Regions from separate parts of the Rattus norvegicus genome. Here region 1 is linked to region 2. A link is a contact called in public Hi-C data. All regions are on one chromosome and are shown on one strand. Each heading gives the region's core, a stretch centred on a gene start, on an enhancer-like site or on the middle of the called end of the contact. The rest is flanking DNA. Distances are from core to core; before and after follow the strand shown.

What was found. Hi-C and Micro-C count contacts between places; a contact is called where the count stands out from the background.
Region 1: a contact with region 2 is called in a Hi-C map of liver, with 3 times the contacts expected there. The contact joins two enhancer-like sites. A contact is called at or near these places in 3 of 12 Hi-C or Micro-C datasets (kidney and liver).

Annotation. Positions count from the first base shown.
Region 1 is chr1:236,280,991-236,284,014 of GRCr8, reverse strand. Rcl1 (RNA terminal phosphate cyclase-like 1) reads right to left here. Exons shown (of 9, transcript NM_001399456.1): 9 at 1,418-2,142. The coding sequence ends at 1,992. Among named protein-coding and RNA genes, the nearest start is that of Mir101-2, 8.6 kb to the right of the region's middle. Within about 2 kb of position 1,299, at least 3 of the 93 cell types and tissues checked have an H3K27ac peak or open chromatin away from gene starts, as enhancers often do. A contact at or near this core is called in liver, where this site is marked.
Region 2 is chr1:236,195,698-236,198,796 of GRCr8, reverse strand. It overlaps LOC120100015 (a long non-coding RNA gene), which reads right to left. Exons shown (of 4, transcript XR_005499635.2): 1 at 1,460-3,099. Among named protein-coding and RNA genes, the nearest start is that of Ak3, 19 kb to the right of the region's middle. Within about 2 kb of position 1,391, at least 49 of the 93 cell types and tissues checked have an H3K27ac peak or open chromatin away from gene starts, as enhancers often do. A contact at or near this core is called in liver, where this site is marked.

The sequences.
Region 1 (3,024 bases), core at 50-2,549, 85 kb before region 2:
CAGATAGTGCTTTGACCGGCTAACCCTTATGACAGGAGGAGCGCCCGTCGGGAGTGCTGGACCACAAATTACTTCAAGGTAATTGTGATGGTCTGCGTATGCTTGGCCCAGGGAGTGGCACTATTAGAAGGTGTGGCCTTGCTGGAGGAAGTGTGTCACTGTGGGGTGGGCTTGGAGACCCTCCTCCTAGCTCCTCCTAGGACGCCGAGTCTGTCTGTTCCTGGCTTCCTGCAGGTGAAGATGTAGAACTCAGCACCTCCTGCACCAGGCCTGCCTGGATGTTGCAATGTTGCCATGCTCCTGCCTTGATGATAATGGACTGAGCCTCTGAACCTGTCGGCCAGCCCCAATTAAATGTTATCCTTTATAAAACTTGCATTGGTCATGGTGTCTGTTCACAGCAATAAAACCCTAACTAAGACAGTAATGTTTTCCCTAGCGGGCACCCCAAGAGGAAGTCAGGTTCAGTTTAGACGTCAAAGATTTGATACAGCCTTGCTGGTTTGAAGACAAAGTAGTCAAATGAAAAGGAAGGCTAGCAGAGTCCACCAGTCAAAATTGCTGGCAATAGCCAGCAAAAAAACAAAAACAAGACAAACAAACAAACAAACAAACAAACAAACAAAAAAACCAGACCTCAGTCCTCCATGCTGAAACCTTCACCCTCTTTTTTCCCAGCGTCTGGGAGCCTGAGAGGATAAGACCTGGAGTGCAGCCTTGTGAGGTGCCAGGTAGAGATGCTAACTAACCATGTGCCACACTTCAGGCCTACTGACTGGGGTGGTGAATGAGCATTGCTTTAAACATCTGCTACGTACAGACAGAACACTAATATGGAAAGCTCTGGGCTCGGGCTTCACACGGAATGCCCAGTGTTCCTCAGGGTCAGACTGCCGGCTTCTGCATTCTCAGTCAGCAGCAAACAGCACTGCTCTTTCAGTAAAAGGAAAAGGTTCTGAGGAAGACAGTGAGGCAAAGGCCATTCTGACTTCCAAATGGGAAAAATAACAGTGGCTCCTTATCGTGTGCACCTACCACACAGAATCTACCGAGTGGCAGGGGAGTGGCCTTAGTCCCCTGTTAGAAGGGAGTCTGTAACCTGCAGTCTTGAGTGGTGACACAGTATCTCCAGTGGACAAAGAACAGACTTGCTATGAAAAAGGAAGAGTCCTCAGTACCGGTGTCCCTCGCCTGTGACACAAATTTTACCGTATGTGCATCAAATGGAGATATCAGTTTAATGTTTCGGCCGGCCATGCTACAGAGCTCTGTCTCTGACTCTGGACTTTGACCCCTCTATTGGCACCCGTGAAACTGGAATAGCAAGAACAGCAGCGCAGGTAACCCGGACACCGGCTGTTACGTCTTTAACTTTAACGTCTAATGCTTTTGTATCATAAACATCAAATACTCTGAATTTTCTTATAATAATTTACACTACAGTGCAATAAGAAGAATAAAAACAAATTTTATGCCATACCTGGGGTACAGAAAACATTGAAGACATGTCCTCCCCATCCCCACCACCAGACCCAAACACACACAATTTACCAGATTTAGTATAGCACGTGCAGGCAACTCATTCACAAGATAAAGCAAATGTCCCAGCCGTTGGCGATCTCCTAGCCTGTCATGACTAGAGGACTTGTGCCCACAGTCACATGAACCCCTACACAAAACCACAGTGCGAAGTCAAGGAAGCACTGCCAGGACACTGTACAGCAGATGGCCACTTCCCGACGGCCTCTCCTCCAGGTGAGTCGGAAGCCCACAGCCTGGGCCTCTGACGGATGTCACTGGAGAACCAGCTGGCAGCCACGTGGTAGAAACAGCTTTCATTGGCACATCTGTACTTTCAATGGAAAAGAAATGAAGTCTTTAATGTTAGGAGGCTGTGCTGTCCTGCGTGGACATGTCTGGCTGTGGTCCCGCTGGCCCTTGGCACTCGGTCTCATCCACACACAGCGGAGCCCGCTGTCTGTCTCACAGGATCACTTGAGGGTCTTGCTGAGGTTAGAGAAGCCAATACCAACACAGGTCATTAGCACTTTGTCCCCGCCCTTGAGTTCTTCACCACAAGGCTTGGTTTCAACTTTAAACATAACCTGGAAAAAACTCTTCAAATGCCGCAAAAATTCTATCCTAAAAGAAAATAACAAAAACATTCATTTTAAAAGAAGCTATGTCCACTTAAAACCCCAAATTTTAATTTCTGAAACTAAGAACACTGAAATTAAAACCGTCTATCAAAACTGCTTTAATATTTATAGCCAATTAGCTCCCCAAGAGGACTAGAGCAGCCTGCAGAGACAAACACACAACCCAGTAAGGTAAGTTTGCCTGGAAACAGGCTAGAGGTTAGTGTGAGACAGCCTCCCGTCCCACATACTGACTACACTTGCGGTTACGGAGGTACTGTTGAACCGTGCATACAACATTTTTCTCCATAGTCACAGCACCGTGGGGTAAAAAAAGATAAGCAAAGACTATTTCTCCTGAACTCCAGCAGCTGCCTTCCACTTACAACATATTTCCTGAATCTCTCCATTAGGTTCAGGCACTGTTAGTCAAAGCAAAGAGGAAACCAGGAACACTTCCCCGTGAGGCTCTTCATCTGCCGCTACAGACTACAGAGAAGTAGTCAGGATTCTTAAGAACAGCTGTAAAATTTAAATAAACCACAGAGAAGGAGAAGGGAATCTGGGGATGTGGTTTGGTGGTAGAGCCCTTGCCTAGCAGAGGGGAAGACCTGTGCTTGTGTGCTTTCGTGTGCGTATTTAACAGGAGACAAGTGTTAACTAATGTACCAGAGAAGAGCTCACGGGGAACACTGTGAAAGATTCATGTATCATTTCCTGTAACAGAGAGCACGGCATTCCCCTTCCTGAGACAGCAATTCTTCAGGTGAGCTGCAAAGAAGCTTCAAACTGCTGCCCTAGTACAGGTGTGGCCCCAGTTTAACCAGAGGGCTCACCTGGACCATTCACTAAACACTAAGGGTTAGAGGAAGTATCCTCATGGAAA
Region 2 (3,099 bases), core at 142-2,641:
CCCTTAAGGCAAGAGTTGTATTTTTGTGTCAATGCTACAAAAATCAGAGAAAATCGCAGCCTGACACCAATGTGATAGAGTTTCCCTTTCTTCAGGTTCCATTTACTGTTTCTGTCATATATTCACAGCACAGACGCCAGTTCAGGATCACACACTGCATGGGTTGTCATTCTTTTAGTCTCCTTCAATCTGGAAAAGTCCTTAACTTTTTTCTTTCTTTCTGGTCTTAGAGAAAGCCTCCTCTCCCTGCTTCTCTGTGGGGGATACCCTCATACTACCTGATGACCCTCACACCTCCAAACCAGACACCTCCCTACGAATCAGTTTGGGTCACACTGGCTTCTGGCTGCCTTTTTTTTTTTTTTTTTTTTTTTTTTTTTTTGCCCCTGTCTAACTGTATTCCAGATAATTCAAGGAAGAAAGGGAGAAACTGTATCCACTTTTTTGTTATTTTAAATTGTTTGTTTTAAAAATGAGCATGCAAAGTATTAGACATCCCAGTATTTGTTCGTTTATTTATTTATGTATTTTTGAGATAAGGTCTTTTTTGTGTAGCCTTGGCTATCCTGGAACTCACCCTGTAGACCAGGCTGGTCTTGAACTCACAGAGATCTACCTGCCTTTGCTTCCCAAGGGCTGGGATTAAAAGCATGCACCACCAGCATCCAGCCAAAGTGTGTTTTGGTCGATTCTCCTCTCCTCTCTTTCCTATTCCCTCCCCTCCCGTCCCTCCCATCCCTCCTCTTCCCTCTCCTCCCCTCTCTTCTTTCTAATGAACTCTGTGCTACTTCTGGCTCTCCCGTATAAGCCCCTCCACCAGTCTCTTTTAACCTCCACTGTCGGTCTATTCCTGCCCATGCAAAACTTGATGGTTATTTCTGCCATGTGCGACCCCTATACTGTGTGAGGCCTTTGAACTTCACCCTCTTGTTCACAGGGTCTGTCCTGTAGACTCCTTGTTTCCTCCTCAAGCCACCATTCTCTCTGCTTTGGGCACGGAGCCTTGGGAAAACTGCAAGCACTTCAGGATGGTTCCTCCTTCAGGGCCCCTGCCTGAAGGTCTGCTTGCAGAAGAAAACAGTTCAGCTGGGGCCATGGCCTTGCCTGATAGTTGGCTGTTGGCTCAGACCAGCCCTATCAGTCACTTGCACGCTGATGCCCTTTGGGGGAAGGGGAAGAGGCGTTGGCTATGGGGCCCCAGCTTTAACTGTGGACTGACTTCCCACACCTCAAAAGACAGCCAAGACAGCCCTTTAGACAGCTTTGTGAGGGAAATGATTTTAAAAGGTGAGTCCAATTAAACGCCCATAAAGGAAACAGTAGATGACTAACAGAAATTACAGGCTAGCTGCACTCTTGCTGAAACGGCAGACTTTGAGTAATTTCACAACACACAGTGCTTGCTCGTAGAGAATGAAAGCTAGGACAATTAGGAATGCCCATCCAGTCCCTTCATTACCTCCCAGGCCTTGTCAGGTTGCTTTCCCTGGCTTCTCTCATTCAAAGCACGCCTCCAGAAACCAATTTATACATGCAAGTGAGAGTCACAGATAAAGTAAGTACGAAAAAATATAATTCAATCGAGCTGCGTTGGAGGCTGGAATTTCCAGTAAAACATTTCCCGGGATGGCATTTACGTCGACTCAGCGCCACCTGCCGGTAGGTGGAATCTTAGCAACTGAATGTTCATTGGCAGGGCACCGCCACGTGAGTAGGATGGGGGCGGGGCAGCTCATTTCAGCCATTCATTCTGAATGCAGTCAAATGAGTTGGTGAAGTGCCAGCCACTGTCCTCAGTGAAAGAAATATCACTGCCCTGTCTAGTGTGGTACTTCCTAAACTAGGCATAAGTTAGAACCATCTTGAGACGAAATTCAGACTTTTAGGTTCTCCTCTACAAAGATTGTACTAACTGGACTAGAATAGGTCCTGAGAGCCTGTGTTTTAAACAGAATATCTAGCTCAGAAATCTCAACCTGTGGGTCGCGGCCCCTTTGGAGATATTTCACAGGGGTTGCCTAAAACCATCAGAAAATACAGATATTTACATTACGATTCATAACAGTAGCAAAATCACAGTTGTGAACTGGCAACAAAATAACGAGGTCACCACAACATGAGGAACTATATTAAAGGGTCACAACATTAGAAAGGGGAGAACCACTCGTCTAGGTGATTCTGGAAAATAGGAAAGCCATGAGGGACAGCTCGAGGAAAAAGAAAATAGATAGAAAAGCTGAAAATTCTGTAAAGGTAATGGAGCCTGGGATTCCATGCATCCCCAGGTAGCACAAGGAGCCGCAGCCGAGCACAGTATGCACAGATAAACACTCGCATTTTCTTGTCAGAAAACAAAGGGTCTGGAAAACCAGACGACTCTGTCTTCAGAGCACCAGGATCGTAGTTTTTTTGTTTGTTTGTTTGTTTTTTATTTTTTATTTTTTATTTTTTATTTATTTATTTTTTACATAAGAGAGTGACTTAACCAAAATTCCACAGCAGGTAACCAACAGCAGATCTTGGGAAAAGAAGCGTCAGAGTCCTGAGTTGAGTAAGGGCAGAGGGTGAGAAGCAGGCAGACAGTAGCTGTCAGTGATGGGTAAGTGAGCCATGGCCAGAGTGAGGGGCCTCAGCTCCTCTGAAGGAGATCTGGCTTGGGTGATTAGACAGAGCACAGCGTGAGGGGCATAGCTGGGCGTAGGGGGGGGAGTGGGATGGGGGACCCGACAGGAGGAAGAGGAGGAGGAGGAGGAGGAGGAGGAGGAGGAAGTGGAGGAGGAAGAGGAGGAGGAGGGGGGAGGAGGAGAAAGAAAAGGAGGAGGAGGAAGAGGAGGAGGAGGGGGAGGAGGAGAAAGAAAAGGAGGAGGAGGAAGAGGAGGAAGAAGAGGGGGAAGGAGGAGGAAGAAGAGGAGGGGGAGGAGAGGGGGAGGAGGAGGAAGAGGAGAAGGGGGAGGGGGAGGGGGGAGGAGGAGGAGGGAGAGGAGGAGGGGAATACAAAAGGGAAACTGAAAACGCACAATGTTCTTTTCTGTTTACCACTGATGTCCTGTGTCATCTACTGTGTGATCTGTTTTCCCTTTTACCCATTGTGTTTTGGTT